3 separate regions of the Mus musculus genome follow, and all the other regions are linked to region 3. The links are chromatin contacts, called in public Hi-C maps. All regions are on one chromosome and are shown on one strand. The core of a region is the stretch at or near the end of the contact, and the rest is flanking DNA. Distances in the headings are between cores, read along the strand shown. Region 1 has its middle 27 kb from the start of Lars2. Region 2 overlaps Cdcp1 (CUB domain containing protein 1). Region 3 holds the start of Tmem158 (transmembrane protein 158).

Region 1 (2,738 bases), core at 137-2,636, 79 kb before region 3:
AATGTGCATGTGCCACAGTGGGTGGAGGTCAGAGAACAACCTTCAGAGTTGGTTCTTCCCTTTTACTACGGGATCTGGGGACTGGACTCAGGTCTTGAGATTTATGAGACAAGCGCTTTTACCTACTGGCCCATCTATCTAGCCCTGCTTATAAGGCCAGATAACATAAGATTTTATGTTTTATAGTACTGTGATGGGTAATACTAACTGCCAATTTGATTGGATTTAGAATCATGGAAATAGATTTCTGGCTGTATCTGTAATGATGCTACCAGATAGAATTAGCTAAAAAGAGAAGAACCACACTAAATGTGGGTGGCACCATTCCACAGACGGGGTCAGGAGTCAGAGGGTGGGGGATGCTTCACACTGAATAACAGGGGAGAGCAAGCTGAACATAAGCTCTCTGCTTCCAGACTGCAGACACATGACCAGCTGCCTCATGCTCCTGCCGCCGTGCCTCCTCTCTGTGATGGATTGTATTTTCTTAATAAACCCTTCCTTTCGTGTGTTGCTCTTGTGGTAAGTGGTCATAGCAGGGAGGAAAGTAACTAATACAGGTGGCTGCTTCTTTCCCCATAAATACTGCGTGCTGCACTTAGCTGTGAAGTGAAGTCAGGAGAGTAGACCAGAAGAACCCCTTCAGACTCATTCCTACACTATGGCTAAAGTAACTCTTAGGAGCTCTCCAACTGGGTGTGGCTTATTTTACAAAGAATATACCAAAAAGCCCAAGGGTTAAATGGCTTACTTTATGTAAATAGTTCTCAAAAGTATGGTCCCAGGATCCACCAAAGCAATACCATCTGGAAACTTGTTAGAAATGGGAATGCATGGAGCTAGAGAGTGTAAAAGGCCAAGTTAACCTGTAAGCCCTACCTGCCCAAGGACAGAGATAACTTCCTGGGATGCTGGTGGCTACGGTTTTGGGAAATAGCAAGTCACTTTTTTTTTTTTCTCCTCTAAAGAAGTTTGTTTATACCGGCTGTGCTTGACTGGATGTGGGCAGGAAATATGTCAGGATACATGCTTGCTGACGGACCTGATAGGAAATACAGTGGCCCTATGGTTTTACTCTTTGTAAGTCTCTGCAAAAACATGACTCATTGCCACTTCCTGGGGACCCTGGAATGGACCTGGCCAGAGTCCATCATTCTGGCCAATATTTAATTAAAGCTTGCTTCAGATTTGGCTCAAAATTGTGGAACTGTTTTTGTTGTTGTTGTTGTTTTTATGAATCTCAGGTTTAACAGGAGATGGCTCAGCCTTTAAGAGAACTGGCTGCTCTTCCAGAGGATTCTGGTTTGGTTCCCAGCACCATGTCACCACAACCAGCTATAACTCCAGTCTCAGGGGATCAAATATCCTCTTGGGGCCTCTTATGGCATGACACACACATAGTGCATAAGCATACATGCAGGAAAACACCCATATACATGAGAGAGGGGGGAGGGCAAGAGAGAGAGGGAGGGGGAAAGGGGGAGATTATCTGTCCAAACTCTAGAGCCATTGAGTCAAAGCTGTAGGTGTGGAACCCAGCAATCCAAAGAGTTTTAATATAGGCTAAGTTTTGAGAACCCCACAGTGAAGTAACTACCAGAGGATGCTAGAATTGATCAGACTTGGTTTTAAATCGGCCAGGTTTCAAACCTGGAACAAATGACTAAAGTGTCTGTTTAACATATCAAAGTGGACCTGGCTGCCAGGTTCTCCTACATTCTTCAGTCCCTACTTGTTACAAGGCCCTTCTGCCTGGCATACCCAGCCCCCTACCCTAAACTTTCCCAGTCCTATGGGCAGGGCTACTCCTCTCTATACTATCCAACCATTTGGATTACTCACCCACATTGTGCCTTTGGGCCTCCTGGCTGCTGCACCTGGTTCCCCTCTCTCTCTTCTCCCCCCTGCCCCCACACCCAGCCTCCTCACATAGCTCTAGGTCATGTCCATTCTGGACTCTCCCAGATGTGCCTGCCTCAGTCTATGCTTTCATTTTATCTACAATAAACTTTCTCCTCCATCATACCTAGGAGTTGTCATTTGGTGCCAAAACCTGGGACCAGTCATATTCTTTTCCTTTATATTCTCCCCTCCCCCCCCCCCCCCCATTCAGAATCCTGACTACCTTAGCTTTGTTCCCTTAGCAAATATCTTAATGTTTTCTGTGGTCTTGTTTCCTGATTTGGAAAGGGAAGACATGAGAAACTGCCATTGTACCTTTTCTGTCCCCCTTACACCTTTCCTTCTGGGTAATTAAAAAGAAGATACGGAAGCCACTGACAGCCTGACATGGTGACTCTGAATCCATGGAAGAACCTGTACCTATGCCTGTACCTGCCATTTCCTCAACTTGTGGTTCTCAGGGCTTCCCTGACTAACTTAAAGATAGCAGGAGAGACATCAGAATACACAGCCTCCAAGACTCAATTTATACTGCCTGGCTGGACCTAAACTTCCCTCCGAGATGCCTCCAGCATCCCTGGCATGCAGACTCACTATCACCAGTGTGTCCCTCCAGTCAGGGTTCATGCCTCTGTCTGAAGCACCAGCCCAGAACTCTCTGTCCCCCAACCCTCAGGCTCTTCCTTGGAGCTTTCTCTAAGATAAAATAAGCCAGACCACAGCTGCTTCCACCTCTAATTACTGTTTTCTTCATTTGCCTGCTTTTCCTTCTTTCTCACTCTAATGTCAATACCAGAAGGAGGAGGTTGTCAGGGCAACCCAGTGTGGAGGCTGGA
Region 2 (3,103 bases), core at 124-2,623, 86 kb after region 3:
CTGGAAAAGTACCAGCTGACAGTTCCTTTAAAGATGAGGCTCAGACCTGACTCAGTCACCTTCAGAGTTTTGTATCAGAAGGGACAAAGCTGGGGACTGTGAACGTATCCAGTTCTTCCTTATGCTAACTCTCTCGTCTCTTCCTTTGCCCTCCCATCTCTGCTCACAGATTTGGCTGTCGTCATTGGTGCAGCAGGAGGTGGAGCTCTGCTGCTGTTTGCCCTGGTACTCATCATCTGCTTCGTGAAAAAGAAGTAAGTGGAGTCTCTCCAGCTGTCTTTAGCTGATTTGATGCCTCCCTTGGATCATACTCGATAGGTGGATGGATGGATGGGTGGATGAATGGATGGATGGATGGATGGATGAGTGCTAGGATTACAGGCATGTCTCCATATCTAGCTTATTCTTATCAATGATGTTGGGGTTTTTTGCTTCCCAGTTCCCCACAAAGATCAATGTTAAATATTCTTACCAAGGCTACATTACAATTTCACAGGGTGGAGAGGCACACCTGGGGAACACACACATGCTCGAGCACACGCGTGCGCGCGTGCACGCACACACACTCTCGAGCACACACTCACACACGCGCATGCACGCATGCAGTGACATCCTGGCCCCAGCACAAGTCTCCAGTGTTTGCTTTTGAAGCTGGTAGCAGGAGTGATTTTAGCAGGAACCACTCCCACTGCTACCTGGAGAAAACACAAGCCTTTTGCCCTGGCTTGTTCTCCTTTGGTTTGGTTTGTGCTTATCTGTGGGACTGCAAGCCAAAAGGTGGCCCTAGAGCTAAGAGGAAACAGGGCCTGATTAACAGCAGCTTCAACTACTTGAAAGGTAAATGACTTTTTAAATAAAATCTACTTTGATGTCAGACTTCAGAGTTTAGCTGTCATGCCTCATTCTCCAAACTGTTTCAGATTAACCTGAGACTTACCAGCACAGGCAGTCTCTCCGTGGTCTCCAACTACATAAGGCTGCTGGCTGACATGCTTGCACGAAGCCCCTGTCCCAAAGTTGTGTGTGCGTGGAGCTGGGCAGGTTCTTTAAGGACAAGGGGAAATACTGATGCTGAACTTGTTTCTGCTGTAGGTGTTTATTGAGAGTCTTCTTGGTACTAGGACCACATAATGTACTGGGGACAAACCAGGGGCAAGACAGAATCTTTTCCACATTCCATCAGTAGAGGGAAAAAGCCAGGCACTGTGAGGACCTGAGGGAAGGATGTCTGCTGAAGGCCAGATGGATTTTTACCTCACTAAAGCCGCATCTGGGATTAGTGAACTGCCAGCCTTTCATTCTACAGCCCATTATGTTAATTGGACTGATGGCCTCCTTTTGAGTCAGCTATTGTCCAAGTCCCTGTGCCTTGTTCACGCAAGGCGAAGCTGTGTGCCCATGGCAGACATGCCAACAATTGTCCACATCTGAGTACCAGAAAATACCACACACCCAAAGCTAATGGCTTCACCAAATCCTGGATTTTGTCTTCGCTTTAGCTTTTTTTCCCTGGTGGCTGCTGTTGATGGGATGGGACAGAGCCACTCAGCTAATGATGAGCTGTTCTGTCCTCAACTCTAGCAGAAAATTAGCTAGCTTGTACCCTTCTCTCCTCCTGAGTCATGGACATTAACTGTCTGGAATTAGTTAATCAGCTTTGCTCTGTGAAAGAGAGGCAGCACTATTAGTACAGGTTAGTACTGAATGTTCTAGAAGGTTGGCCTGGGCATGCTGAGCTGATGTGGTTTAGAAAGGCTTGTTCATCCCTATTACTGGGAAGAAAAAGGGGAAGAAATTACCAGATATCTTCATTGTTGGTTTCCCTGAAGTCTATCAGAGGCAAAACAAATTCACTTAAACCACCTCTTCCACTTAAGATCCGTCAGTTTCCACCTTGGAAACCTGAGACAAGAACAATGTGTTTAAGGATATCCCCTAGAATAGTTTCATTTTCAAATGCTAACAGCCTACAAGGGCAAGATGAGCTAGGCTTAGAACCCCAAGGACTCCCGTGTGTCACTTATCTGTTTCCTCATTCTGTTGTGCCATTCTCTACAAACAGGAAGAAGGTGGATAAGGGTCCTGCTGTGGGTATCTATAATGGCAATGTCAATACCCAGATGCCCCAGACCCAAAAGTTCCCGAAAGGGCGAAAAGACAATGACTCCCATGTGTATGCTGTCATCGAAGACACCATGGTGTATGGGCACTTGCTGCAGGACTCGGGTGGATCCTTCATCCAACCAGAGGTGGACACCTACCGGCCCTTCCAGGGCCCCATGGGAGACTGCCCTCCCACCCCACCCCCTCTATTCTCCAGGACCCCAACTGCAAAGTTCACTGCAGAGGAGCTGGCTCCTAGTAGCCCTCCTGAGTCTGAGAGTGAACCTTACACTTTCTCGCATCCCAACAAGGGGGAGATTGGTGTTAGGGAGACTGACATCCCCTTACTCCATACCCAAGGACCAGTGGAGACTGAAGAGTAACTTGGCCCCATTCCAAAGACTTTGCTGAGATGCATGGCACCAGACATTGAGACATGAAGAACTGTCCCATCAAGAAGTCAGAGGGAAGCCCAATCAGCTAGAAGGAAGAGTAGCTTTTGCAAGGTGCCATCAAATCTTGATCTTCTGGTGGACTGCTTCCAGTGATGGGCAAATCATGACTTCTATGAGGATGCCATCCTAAAGCTCAGGCCTTCCTGAACTCGGGTTGTGTTGAGGCTGGCCACAGGGACAGAAGAGAGACACGGTCCACCCAGACAAGACTACAATGAGCCCTGGAGTTCTGGATTCCCGATGACGAGCAGAGACTTGGATGATTCCCAGGAGCTCCACTTGAGGTCTCTGCTCTCACTGGAGACCTATGGATGAAAATGGCAATGTGCTTTTTTTAAAATTAGTTGTAGTAGTAGTAGTAGTAGTAGTAGTAGTAGTAGTAGTATTTATTTGGTGGCCCTGTATGTTTTAAAAAAGTTGGATGTGGAGCTGAGGGTGTAGCCAAGTTGGTAGAATGCTTGCCCAACGTGTGCAAAGCTCTGGGCTCCATCCTGCATAAAAGCAGGCAGGATGGTGCACACCTGTAGTCTCGGGAAGATCAGAAT
Region 3 (3,082 bases), core at 8-2,507:
ATAATAAGTTCCAGGACAGCTAAAGCTACGAAGTGAAACCTTGACTCAAAAGAAAGAGCAGGAGAAAGAATGAAAGAGAGAGAGAGAACTATTTAGAGAAATATATTTAGCACTTTGTACCCAGCAATGGCTGTCATCCTGTCCTTCACAGGCCCTTGGGAAAGCTTAGCTGGCTTAGAGGGAGGGTCACTCTTAGATTTACAGAGCACAACTGTTTCAAGCCATTTTAGGGGTCAGTTGACATTAGTTTCCAAGTGTGAGGCCAGAAAACAAGGGAAGTGCAGTTTGCTCCTTTTTGTGATGGGGATTGAACCCTGGGCTTGCTAGGACACTAGGAAAGCACCCTTCCAACTGAGCTGCCTCTTCTTCCCAAGAACGTTTTTTGTTCTTTACAGAAAGCATCTTTCTGTGTAGCCCAGGCTGTCCTCAAACTCATAATTCTCCTCACCACCTTAGTACTGGATTTTGTTTATTTGAGACAGGTTTTCAGGTAGCCCAGGCTGGCCTCTCCAAGGAACTTGGACTCTGGATTCTCACTTGGGATTACAGACTTGTACCATCAAGCTCAGGACTCAGGTAGGCTTCTTAATATAAATTGTATCCTATTAAATTACTCTTGACAACTCCACCTCTCCACAATATACATCCCGGAAGACTGATATTCATGGACTCTAACATACAAATTTTTTGTGTCTATGTGCACACTAGACTGCAGGTGTCCTCAAGCATCCGACCTGTGGGATTTGCATTCCCATTGCCCCAACCAACACCAAAACTTCAGAATTTTGAGGATTTTTTTATGAGTTCTCTTCCTGTAAAACAAAACAACGAAACAAAAACAAAACAAAAAACAAAACAACAACAACAACAAAAAAACCCATATGTATCTATTGTGGTGAAGACACATTAAAACCAGCCAGACTCCAGATCTGAATTTCTGAACTCAGCAGAAAGGTACAAGAGTCCTGTCTCTGGCTCCTGAGGTAGCCCGGAGACTTTCTCCCTTCTTAGTTTCTCCTAAGCAGAAAGGAGGTACTGATTAGCTCTCCTGGGGGCGTGACAGAGGGACTGTCTGGGCTCCGGGACTCGCTCTGGGCTTCCCGCCCTCGGGGGTCCCCTCGCTCCGCCTCCACGCACCGCCCTGTCGCTCAGGTCTTCAGTTCCCGCCCCTGCGAGTGGAGCCCCGCCCTCCCAATTCCCCGCACCCGGTGAGCCGGGGGCGGGGCGCGCGGAAGGCGGAGCCGAGCAGGGGAATCCTCTCTCGTTTCGCCGCGAGCCAGCAGAGCCTCCTGGCCGTCCAAGGGCCCCAGCTCTGGGGGCAGCGGAACCTCGACGAGCGGAGTCTGAAGAGGCCATCGCGGCCCGTGAGCCGGTGTCGTCCCAATACACTGGCAGAGTTCCGCCTCGGCCTTCCAGGCCCCGCGGTTCCCTCACCGGACGGTCGCCTGCGCGCCATGCAGCCGCCGCCTGCCCCGCGCGCGTAGGCGCTCGCCACAGGCCATGCTGCCCCTTCTCGCCGCGCTACTGGCCGCCGCCTGCCAGCTGCCGCCGGCGCACGGCGGGGCCACGGATGCGCCCGGCCTTGCAGGGACGCCCCCAAACGCCTCGGCCAATGCGTCCTTCACCAACGAACACTCCACCCCGCGTCTGCTGGCATCGGCGGCATCGGCGCCCCCAGAGCGCGCGGGCCCAGAGGAGGCTCCGGCGGCGCCCTGCAACATCAGCGTGCAACGACAGATGCTGAGCTCGCTGCTCGTGCGCTGGGGCCGCCCGCGGGGCTTGCAGTGCGACCTGCTGCTCTTCTCTACCAACGCGCACGGCCGCGCCTTCTTCGCCGCCGCCTTCCACCGCGTCGGGCCACCACTGCTCATCGAGCATCTGGGGCTGGCGGCGGGCGGCGCGCAGCAAGACCTGCGCCTGTGCGTGGGCTGCGGCTGGGTGCGCGGCCGCCTGCGGGCTCCCGCCGGGGCTCCCACCGCGCTGCCTGCCTACCCGGCGGCCGAGCCGGGGCCGCTGTGGCTGCAGGGCGAGCCTCGTCACTTCTGCTGCCTGGACTTCAGCCTGGAGGAGCTGCAGGGCGAGCCGGGCTGGCGGCTGAACCGCAAGCCCATCGAGTCTACGCTGGTGGCCTGCTTCATGACCCTGGTCATCGTGGTGTGGAGCGTGGCCGCCCTCATCTGGCCGGTGCCCATCATTGCCGGCTTCCTGCCCAACGGCATGGAGCAGCGCCGGACCACCGCCGGCGCCCCCGCGGCCGCTCCTGCAGCCGTACCCGCGGGGACTACCGCCGCTGCCGCCGCCGCTGCTGCAGCTGCTGCTGCTGCTGCCGCGGCTGTCACCTCGGGGGTGGCTCCTAAGTGACCCCCTCCGCCCCGCGTCCGCGCTGTGTAAGCGCTCGCACGCGCCTTCCTCACCGGAGACGGGGCAGGTGCGCTTCGTGCTGTCCTTATTGTTCATCCTTTTCCCGGGAGGGGACCGCAGAGAGGCACAAATGAGGTGGGAAAGTGGGGTTTGTGCTGAGGTTCTGGTTCGGAAGAGCAGGGGCAAGCTCTCGGGCTGAAGGGTGGGATCCACGCGTGGCTCGAGGACACAAGGGAAACCGGCTCTTTCCCCTGCGGCACCCCCTCCCTGCGCCCACATGCCCTTTATTTATGGCAGAAAGTGACCAGATCCTGTGTATTTGTTTTATATATTTAATAACTGTTTTAAATGAAAGTTTTAGTAAAAAAAAATACAAAACAAAAAGATTCAACTGCTAAAGCTGTGGTAACAGGAGCTCTTTGTATCTGAATGTAGTTGTATTTGAAGCTTCTTGTTTGTTTTTTTAAAGGGGGGGACGAGGGAAGATTTGACACGGATTTATTGTAATTGCTTACAAAAGAACTTTATGAATCTTTTCCAAGTCGATCTATTCAGTGACATGGCCTGGTGGGCGTTTCTTCTTGTATTAATGTGGTTTTCTGGCTTTTAATACAGACATTTTCCTCCAGAAATGTGTATGTTTCCTTTATTTGCTTTTGGGAGAGGGATCCAAGACGCAAATGAATCATGAAGAAATTCCTGAAAAGAGGGGCGCCATCTG

What was found. A called contact is a pair of places that touch in the nucleus more often than the background predicts.
Region 1: a contact with region 3 is called in a Hi-C map of cortical neurons, with 2.3 times the contacts expected there. The contact joins the enhancer-like site here to the promoter of Tmem158 in region 3. A contact is called at or near these places in 6 of 39 promoter capture datasets (3T3-L1-derived adipocytes, the HPC-7 cell line, HPC-7-derived erythroid cells and 3 more), 25 of 484 Hi-C or Micro-C datasets (the AML12 cell line, B cells, the BV-2 cell line and 16 more), 6 of 115 datasets of contacts at active chromatin or transcription factors (bone marrow-derived macrophages, embryonic stem cells, extraembryonic endoderm stem cells and 3 more) and 1 of 9 other capture datasets (macrophages).
Region 2: a Hi-C map of sperm shows a contact between it and region 3, with 2.7 times the contacts expected there. The contact joins the enhancer-like site here to the promoter of Tmem158 in region 3. A contact is called at or near these places in 12 of 39 promoter capture datasets (the HPC-7 cell line, cranial neural crest, embryonic stem cells and 8 more), 5 of 15 datasets of contacts at CTCF or cohesin (CD8 T cells, the NIH/3T3 cell line, large pre-B cells and 1 more), 164 of 484 Hi-C or Micro-C datasets (2-cell embryo, 8-cell embryo, the AML12 cell line and 100 more), 38 of 115 datasets of contacts at active chromatin or transcription factors (the 230-238 cell line, the 3134 cell line, CD8 T cells and 27 more) and 4 of 9 other capture datasets (adipose tissue, liver, macrophages and 1 more).

What each region holds. Positions count from the first base shown.
Region 1 is chr9:123,338,264-123,341,001 of GRCm38.p6, reverse strand. No RefSeq gene overlaps it. Among named protein-coding and RNA genes, the nearest start is that of Lars2, 27 kb to the left of the region's middle. Within about 2 kb of position 1,386, at least 26 of the 459 cell types and tissues checked have an H3K27ac peak or open chromatin away from gene starts, as enhancers often do. A contact at or near this core is called in the BV-2 cell line, the N1E-115 cell line, cortical neurons and 1 more, where this site is marked.
Region 2 is chr9:123,172,886-123,175,988 of GRCm38.p6, reverse strand. Cdcp1 (CUB domain containing protein 1) reads left to right here. Exons shown (of 9, transcript NM_133974.3): 8 at 170-254; 9 at 2,063-3,103. The coding sequence ends at 2,486. Among named protein-coding and RNA genes, the nearest start is that of Gm23323, 12 kb to the right of the region's middle. Within about 2 kb of position 1,373, at least 14 of the 459 cell types and tissues checked have an H3K27ac peak or open chromatin away from gene starts, as enhancers often do. A contact at or near this core is called in the Ba/F3 cell line, VIP interneurons, muscle stem cells and 2 more, where this site is marked.
Region 3 is chr9:123,258,964-123,262,045 of GRCm38.p6, reverse strand. It overlaps Tmem158 (transmembrane protein 158), which reads left to right and starts at 1,257. Exons shown (of 1, transcript NM_001002267.2): 1 at 1,257-2,989. The coding sequence starts at 1,501. The coding sequence ends at 2,361.